2 separate regions of the Sus scrofa genome follow, and region 1 is linked to region 2. The links are chromatin contacts, called in public HiChIP or PLAC-seq maps. All regions are on one chromosome and are shown on one strand. Each heading gives the region's core, a stretch centred on a gene start, on an enhancer-like site or on the middle of the called end of the contact. The rest is flanking DNA. Distances are from core to core; before and after follow the strand shown.

The links. HiChIP or PLAC-seq counts read pairs in DNA pulled down with a chosen protein or histone mark.
Region 1: a contact with region 2 is called in an H3K27ac HiChIP or PLAC-seq map of skeletal muscle. The contact joins two enhancer-like sites. A contact is called at or near these places in 5 of 47 Hi-C or Micro-C datasets (embryonic fibroblasts, liver, mesenteric adipose tissue and 2 more) and 2 of 2 datasets of contacts at active chromatin or transcription factors (alveolar macrophages and skeletal muscle).

The regions. Positions count from the first base shown.
Region 1 is chr10:66,272,685-66,277,119 of Sscrofa11.1, reverse strand. No RefSeq gene overlaps it. Among named protein-coding and RNA genes, the nearest start is that of KLF6, 210 kb to the left of the region's middle. Within about 2 kb of position 1,654, at least 34 of the 83 cell types and tissues checked have an H3K27ac peak or open chromatin away from gene starts, as enhancers often do. A contact at or near this core is called in skeletal muscle, where this site is marked.
Region 2 is chr10:65,808,631-65,813,059 of Sscrofa11.1, reverse strand. No RefSeq gene overlaps it. Among named protein-coding and RNA genes, the nearest start is that of AKR1E2, 120 kb to the right of the region's middle. Within about 2 kb of position 2,024, at least 16 of the 83 cell types and tissues checked have an H3K27ac peak or open chromatin away from gene starts, as enhancers often do. A contact at or near this core is called in skeletal muscle, where this site is marked.

The DNA.
Region 1 (4,435 bases), core at 405-2,904, 460 kb before region 2:
CCTGAAGCTGCGGCTTAGGTCACAGATGTGGCTCAGATGTGAGTCCTGGTTGGGGAACTCGATATGCCGAGGGGTGGCCAAAAATGGGGGAAAAAAGAGAATAAAAAGGATCTAATCACTGCAGAGGCATGGGTTCAATCCCCAACCCTGCACCCTGCACCCTGCACCCTGGGTCAAGGATCCGGCATTGTTGCAGCTGGGGCTCAGATTCAGTCCCTGGCCTGGGAACTTCTATATGCTGTGGGTTTGGCCATTAAAAAAAAAAAAAATCATTCTGGCCCATCAATGATCTTCCCTCACTCCCTGGACAGGCATTTCCTGGGTGACGAAGCTGCTCAAACCATCTCTTCCCACGTCCTTCTCTTGCATCTTTATGTCCATTTACACTCTTCTTTCTCCTTGGCTTAGTCATTCATTCTGTGCCCATGTTTTATGAAATCTAAGCAACATGGATCGTAAAATGTACCGTAACATTATGAGCCACAGAGAATGAAAGAAAAAAATGCTGCCAATAAACACTGAAAACTGCCATCAATTGCCAAGATGCCTTCTGTTTTCAGAGCTGTTAAAACATGAAAAGGCATGTGTCTGGGTAAGATACAACCCGAGATATTTGGAGGTCAGAGCCATGACCCTTCCCAATCTTCCTTTCTTCAGGTACCAGACGTCTAGAGGTAGGCTGGCTGCCCCTTATCCCAGCACAGCTTGGCTCCCTCTCCCTATAAAATCGCGCTGTACCTGCCAAATCCAAGGACAGCTCCGAGGCCACCCTGCAGGGCCCTCCTGCCCAAGTCCCTTCACACGCGCGTTTTTTATGACACTTTCGTTTCTTTTCTCAGTTTGTCACGCTGCTTAATTTTCCTCCACTGACCATTGTCTGTTTTTGTTCTTCACGGTTCCCTGGGGGATGCTTGTAGGAGCCGCCAGAGCAGGCTTCTCCTAACAGCCCCGCTGGGGTCACCGTCCCCGCTGTGTCCCCATCCATCACTTCCCCTGACCGTCACTGGTATCAGGCACAGAGGGCACGTCTTCTTCCTGAGGATGTGTCCGTTCCTGGCCCCGGGTACCCTGGCCCTTGCCTGTAGCCCTTGCTCCTTTTCATCTGGAACATCCTGGGCTCAGTCCTGGGATGCTTTCCTTTGGTGACGCTGTAGCTTTAAGTGCTGCGCGTGCACACGCACACACACACACACACACACACACCCAATGCCCTGCAGACTTCCAAGTCCACACAAACAGCCCAGAGGCTCAGAACTCACTGTCTGCTCTGCAGTTCCCTGGGTTACCAGATTAGCCTCTCAAACACACAATTTTGGAAAACACCCCAATTTCCAAACTTCTCAGGAAATGAGAGCTCCCCCACCCCCGCCCGTTCCTTGGGGTTCCCTGTGACTTCCTCTCCTCACACGCCCCAGCTTCTGTTCTCCCCAGCGGCTCCCTGGACCCCAGCCCCTCTGCATCCCTGGCTGGGTGCTGGGTGGTGGACAGGCCCTCACGGGGCCCTGAATTGCTGCGTGGCCCTTCCCGTCCTTCTGGCTTTGCTCCCTCCCCACACGCTCCACCACCAGCTTGTCCTCAGCACGGAGCCCACAGCCAGCCCTTCGAAACGAAAACAGAGTGATGACACGTCCCGAGGCTTAAGCCTCTCTAGCCAGCTCCCAACCCACTCAGGGATGCCCCGGGTCCAGCGCAGACCCCAAGTTCATTGCGGCCTGTCTCTCCTGGCCCCCGGAGGCAGTCTCTCTGCCAAGAGCACCCCTCTTCCAGAGGAGCTTCTTTGCGTCCTGTTTCTCCTTAATCACCCCCCCCCCCAGTCTCAGTCCCTGACTCCAACTGTTTCTACTGTGTGCAGTGTAACAACGAACTCATCCCTCGGGGTCTTGGCTCTTATGCGAATCCTCCGTAATCTTTAACGCTCACTGATAGCTGCCTCGACTCGTTTCTCAGCCGTGTGGGGAGCAGTTCTAAATGCACATCTTTGAAAAGGATTCTGAACCGTGTCCATCAGGGGACAAAGGAAGCGTGGGGCCAGGATTCAAAACTGGGGAGGTAACACACATTTTCAAGAGGAAAATTCCACAAAGAATTTGAACTTTCAAGTTTCAGATTTCAAACCCTGGACCTCACCCAAGGTTCTGAGTAGTGAACGTGGGAAAACATCCATTGAATTTTTCTCTCCAATGACTAAAAATGTCTCATTAATTCCATGGAGACCCATCCTAATGTTTTTATTACAGCAAAGAATTTGTGAATAAAAGCTTGTGATAGAGAACATATTTGAAGACGAGAGCAACTGAAAATCAAACCACGTGAGGTTAAGTCAGAGAAAGATAAATATATGTTATCACTAATATGTGGACTCTTAAAAATGATACAAATGAACTTATTTACAGAACAGAAACACAGATGCAGAAAATAAACTTATGATTACCAAGGGGAAAGGGGCTGGGGAAGGGAAGCATTAGGAATTTGGGATTAAAATATACAACTACTAATGGAGTTCCCGTCGTGGCGCAGTGGTTAACGAATCCGACTAGGAACCATGAGGTTGCGGGTTCGGTCCCTGCCCTTGCTCAGTGGGTTAACGATCCGGCGTTGCCGTGAGCTGTGGTGTAGGTTGCAGACGCGGCTCGGATCCCACGTTGCTGTGGCTCTGGCGTAGGCCGGTGGCTACAGCTCCGATTGGACCCCTAGCCTGGGAACCTCCATATGCCGCGGGAGCGGCCCAAGAAATAGCAACAACAACAACAACAACAACAAAAAAAGACAAAAAAAAAAATACAACTACTACTATATATAAAATAGATAACCAGCCAGGACCTACTGCACAGCCCAGGAAGCCATATTCAATATCTTGTAATAACCTATCATGGAAGAGAATCTGGAAAATAATATATATGCACATAGATACGCATCAATGAATCACTTTTCTGTACACCTGCAAATAACACAATGCTGTAAATCGGCTGTGCTGCAGTAACAATTAGAAAGAAATAGAGGCATAAATACGTCCGGGTCTCGTGCTGCTCTGCGGGAACTCTCAAGTGCCCTGCAGGTGCTCTGACAGTTTGGAATAGGAAAGCCTGCCCAGGAAGAAAATTCTCCTCGGAGACCACGTTCTGTTTTCTGGTTATTTCCGAGGAATTAAAACCATTTTCCTCTCTCAGTCTATCCACTCTTGATGCAAAATGAATTTGGGTAGCCCTGGTTTAAGCGGGGGACAAACCCAGGGGTCACACAGCCTGCCAGGCAGTGTCCCGCAGGGACCCCCTGGGCTTTTCAGGAGCCAATGTCTCGGGCAGGCTGCCCAGGGCCCCTATCATCAGCCTCTCTCGGTTCTGGCCCGTGACCTTTCACAGCTTTCAGAGGCCCCGTTCAGGAAAACTCTTCAGCGTTGACAAGTCTTTAATCAAAGTAACCCAGACGGCCTCCACCAGGCTTTTAGCAACAAGGGATCATCTGAGCAACCTCTGAAGCTGTGTCTTCACCCGGGTCCCCGCGCAACTTGGGGATGAGCAGCGTCCCTGACAACCACGTTCCCACCTCTCTGGGTTCTACTGACCCGCGGGAGGGGAAGTGACCAAATATCGCCCCTGCTCTTTGCTTCCAACTGTCAGGAGACTGTGTGAGATGGGGCGGGTGAGGCGCAACCTCCGCACGTGTGTCTGTAAAGGTTTCTCTGAGCAGAAAGCAGGGCGGGAAGGAATTTTAGTTTCATCACTGAGAAGTCCTAAGGTCTTGGTAGAAACCTAACAATTCAAAAGCATCCTGTTGAGAAATTCCAGGGACGTGAATTTCTGTTCTCATATTTTCTCTAGAGGTTTTTCTCATCACTCTGTGCGTGTGTGTGTGTGTGCACACGCACACACATGTACTGCAGGGCCAGGCGAGCTCGGGCGCCTTTCCCGGCCTGATGGAGTGCTTCAAGGGAATGTCAGCCGCTTGCCCCCCGTGTGCTTCCAGCTCTTCCCAGAGCAGCCGAGTGACAGATGGGGAGCTCTCACTCTTGAGGAGGTTTACGGCCTGCCGTCGGAGTTCCGAAAAAGCCCCCACACGGCCCTGCACCTCGTCTTCTGGGGAACACGCCGCGCGGCCTCTGGCGGCCTCTTCAAGATAGCTGACATTCCATAGCACAAATCCTTAGCTTTTTGTAGACCTGGAAACAGAAACCTGCTTTTGGAGTTCTTCATTGTTCTGTCCTGTGTTTTGAGACGGTGTCATCAACGGTTGCCATTGCCTGTCACCTTTGAAGCAGCTTTTTCCCCAAAAGCCACCCTCCGCCACAACCAACCAAGAGGCTCAGAAGCAGCTGAGACACAGGCCTGCAAACCAACCTGAATCCATCACAGGTGCCTGTGGCTAAGAGCACTGGAAACGACGAAGCAAAAAGCCCCGCTTTCTAAAATCCTGGGTGTGGCCCCCACATGCCCCATGT
Region 2 (4,429 bases), core at 775-3,274:
CCGTGTATCCACATGGTGACACATGGATGCATTCAAGCAGGTGCCTGTTGCTCATGCCTGTGGTTCTCTGTAACTACCCCCGGGGCTTATAAAGATGTCTTCTCAAGACAAAATGTAGTTTTACGGTAACCAAGTGCTAAAGGATGGGAAGTCTCTCAATTATATTTTCATCACATTGTTTCCTGAATTTTTCACATAACAGTTTGAAGAACTCGGAGTTCCCGTCGTGGCGCAGCAGAAAAGAAGCCGACTAGGAACCGTGAGGTTTCAGATTCTGTCCCTGGCCTCTCTCAGTAAGTTAAGGATCTAGTGTTGCCGTGAGCTGTGGTGTAGGTCACAGATGAGGCTCGGCTCTGGTGTTGGTGTAGCTGCGGTGTAGGCCAGCAGCTATAGCTCTGATTTACCCCCTAGCCTGGGAACCTCCATATGCCTCAGGTGCGGCCCTAAAAAGAAAAAAAAAAAAAAAATAAGAGTTTGAGGAACTGAAAATTTCAAAAGGATAACCTGAGAAGCCAATCTGAAAAGGCTGCTTATGTTTTATCCCAACTCTATGACATTCTGGAAAAGGCAAAACTTTGGAGACAGTAAAAGGATTAGGAATTGCTAAGGGGTGGAGGAAGGAGGAAAAGGAGGAGAACAGAGGATTTTTAGGGCAAAGGAACTTCTATGTATGACACTGTAATGGTGTCATTATGCATCTGTCCAAACCCACAGATGATACAACACCAAGAGTGAACCCTAATGTAAACTATGAACTTGGCATAATTATGATGCATCATTGTAGGTTCATCAGCTGTAACAGATGTACCATCTATGGAGATATTGATGGTGGGGACGTTGATGGTGGGGATGCTGATGTGAGGATGCTGACGGTTGGGATGCTGATGGCGGAGATGCTGATGGTGGGGCTGCTGATGGTGGGGATGCTGATGGTGGGGATGCTGATGGTGGGGCTGCTGATGGTGGGGATGCTGGTGGTGGGGATGCTGACGGTGGGGATGCTGATGGTGGGGATACTGATGGTGGGGATGCTGATGTGGGGATGCTGATGGTGGGGATGCTGATGGTGGGGATGCTGATGGTGGGGATGTTGATGGTGGGGATGCTGATGGTGGGGATGCTGGTGGTGGGGATGCTGATGTGGGGATGCTGACGGTGGGGATGCTGACGGTGGGGATGCTGAGGGTGGGGATGCTGATGGTGGGGATGCTGACGGTGGGGATGTTGGTGGTGGGGATGCTGATGGTGGGGAGGCTGTGGGGGGTGCAGAGGGGGTATGGGAAATCTCTGTGCCCTCCCCTCAATTTTTCTGTGAACCTAAAACTGCTCTGAAAACAAATAAATTCTTTTTTAAAAAAAGTTAACCCGAAGCAAACTGTCTTTTTTTTTTTTTTCAGAAAAAGCTTAGATAAAATCATTTGACTTCTATTTAAGAATGGCACAAAAAGGAGTTCCCATCATGGTTCAGCAGGACCAAATCTGACTAGCAGCCATGAGGACGCAGGTTTGATCCCTGGCCTTGCTCAGTGGGTTAAGGATCCGGTGTTGCTGTGAGCTGTGGTATAGGTCGCAGACTCAGATATGGCATGGCTGTGGCTGTGGCGTAGGCCAGTGGCTGCAGCTTCAATTCAACCCCAAGCCTGGGAACCTCCATATACCGTGGATGCTGCCCTTAAAAAAAAAAGGCACAAAAACCCCATGATTTCACTACTAGTATATGAATGGTCCCACGCACCATTCTGAGTGGCCTGGCTTTTATTTCTTCCTTCTCTACGTCTCTGACTTCTATCTTTGTTTCCTAAATTATCCTGTTCCCTGTAAAAGCAAATCGCGAGCCCAGCCTGAGAAAGCTGCATGGGCCTCTCCAAAGACCCTCATTTTCAGAAGAAAGAGCAAATTCTTGGCCACATGTGGTTCCCGTTGTTGTTGAAGTTGCTTGGGTCCAAATCAGAACAACGCAGGAGTGGCGGGGGCAGGGTGCCCTGGCAGGGAAACACTTCTAGGCCTTTCCCCAGAGGCTGTGTGCGCAGAGCAGCTGCCTGAGTCATGAGAACAGATCTCCAGGGACCCTCCACCTCTGACTGAGGGCGGAGTGGCTTTCTCAGCTCCCAGGATGATGTCAGCGTCACCAGCAAACAAACGCTGCGTTCATTCAGCCTCCAGTCGGAGATTCCGATGACACAGCCAAGGGAGTCTGGGTGGCACAGAGCAAACTGGAGATGCTGGAAACGGCCGCCAGTCCTCTGAAGACGCAGCTCCAGGCTGGCAGAGATTTCCCTGCCCATGTCCTATTTGTCACCGCAGGGTGGCGTGCCACCTGCCTGGGCCAGGCGTCACCGGCCGTTTTCAGTTTCCTCCTTGATCCCAAATGGCTCAGTTAAGGAATCGGTGTGAGAAACAGACCTATTTTTTACTCACAATGACTTCGCCATCTGCCTCCGTGTTCTCTATACACAAAATTCCTGGCCTGCGTGTTCATGCATTTCAATCTGTGAACCACCCAGAGTCAAAACCATCTTTTTAGAGTCACGTGGTGCTGGGAGCATGCTGTTTCACCGAGTAGAACGGATACCTTGCTGAAGGGTCTTCACACCATTCAGAGAAGGAGGGCTTTAAAAATAAAGCTGACAGAAGATTTCACGGCAATGAAACCGCCGAGCAGCCTTGACTTTTATTTCCCAAGTCAGCAGGAAAAAATGTTCTCACCAAATGTGTAAATGGCTGCACACGTTTGCTGTGTGTGGGCTCTCTCTTCCACGAGTTTGGTAATAACTCAAGCGTGGGAATCGGGAGACTGGTACTGTCTCCATCATTGATTCAGTACCCCCTGGGTATGACCCTTTGGCGCTCGGGTCTTCTGCGCTCCTCATGCAGAAAATGAGAACAAAAGAGTTCTCGTTTCCCGAAAGTGTTTCGTGTGTTGCAAGTTTGAAATGAGCCGATAGGAAAAGTATAGAAAGAGCCGCCCAAATATGTCAAATCCTGTTATGATGAAGGCTCACAGCCTTTCGGTGAGATGTCATGACTGCTAACTAAGTAACTGGGGGTTGTTAAAGAGCCATTGGCTTTACTAAATCACTACCTTGCAAAATAGTATATAATACATATATATCATTGCAGGTTTTGTTACAAAATCAAGATGGCTCAAAATACGGGAACTGAGTGCTTATACTGCAAAAAAAAAAGTTTATGTCCAGATATGCCCATGTCCAGCCCTAAGTACTCTTTTTAAATATATATTTGTGTAGTGTAGTGATAAAGTCTGTTTCTCCATTTCATGGCTATGTCTTCTTTTCTTATACATTTTTTAAATGAGATTAAAACATACCATGAAATTCACATTTAAAAAGTGTACACTGTAGCAGTGTTCCGTGTACTCACAATCACCATTATGTATTTCTCAAATATTTTCAAACTGTAAAGAAACAATTTGATTCCCTACCCTTTAGCAGTAACGCTTCTTCCCCCGCCCCTCCTCAGCCCCTGGCAAATACCAATCTAGTTTTTCCCTCTGTGGATTTGCCTTTTCTGGACATTTTATATTCATGTTTCTGGCTTCTTTCTCTTAGCAGACTGTTTTCAAGGTGCATCCGTGTTTTAGGGCATTCCAGAACTTCATTTATTTTTATGGCTGGGTAATAGTCTATTTTATGGCTGTGCAGTGTTTTGTTTATCCACTCATTATTGGATGGACATTCTGTTTTTTTCCCACTTTGGGGCTATTCTTTTAAAATATTGCCATGAACATTCATGTACAAGTTTTTGTTTGGACATATGTTTTCATTTCTCTTGGGTATATATCTAAGAGTGGAATTGCTGGATCTAACGGAAACGCTACGTTGACAGTTTGACTGACTGCCAGACTGTTTTCCAAAGTGGCTGCAACATTTTACGCCGTCACCAACAATGTGTGAGGGGCTGATTTCTTCACCTTGTGAACACTTTTCGAAAGCCTTAAAAAAAAAAAAATAGCCACCCTAATGTGTGCAGTGGCATCCCACTGAGATTTTGATGGACTTGTCTTAATGACTTCATGACCTGAAGCATCTTTATATGTATTTTACTGACCATTTATATGTCTTCCATGGAGAAATGTTTAGTGAGGTCTATTATCCATTTTTAGTATTTGTCTTTTTATTGTTGAATTACAAGTGTTCTTTTTACATCCCTAATACCAGCCCTTATCAGATATAGGACATCCAACCATCTCATATTCTGTGGATTGCCTTTTCACTCCTCTGATAACGCCTTTAGATGCACAAACCTTTTTTCATTGTGATGAATTCCAGTTGATCTTTCTTTTGCTGCTTGCGCCTTTGGTGCCATATGTTATATACTATACACACACACACACACACACACACACACACACACACACACACACACACACACATGCTTATACCAAAGCCATGATGGGACGTGCATTTAA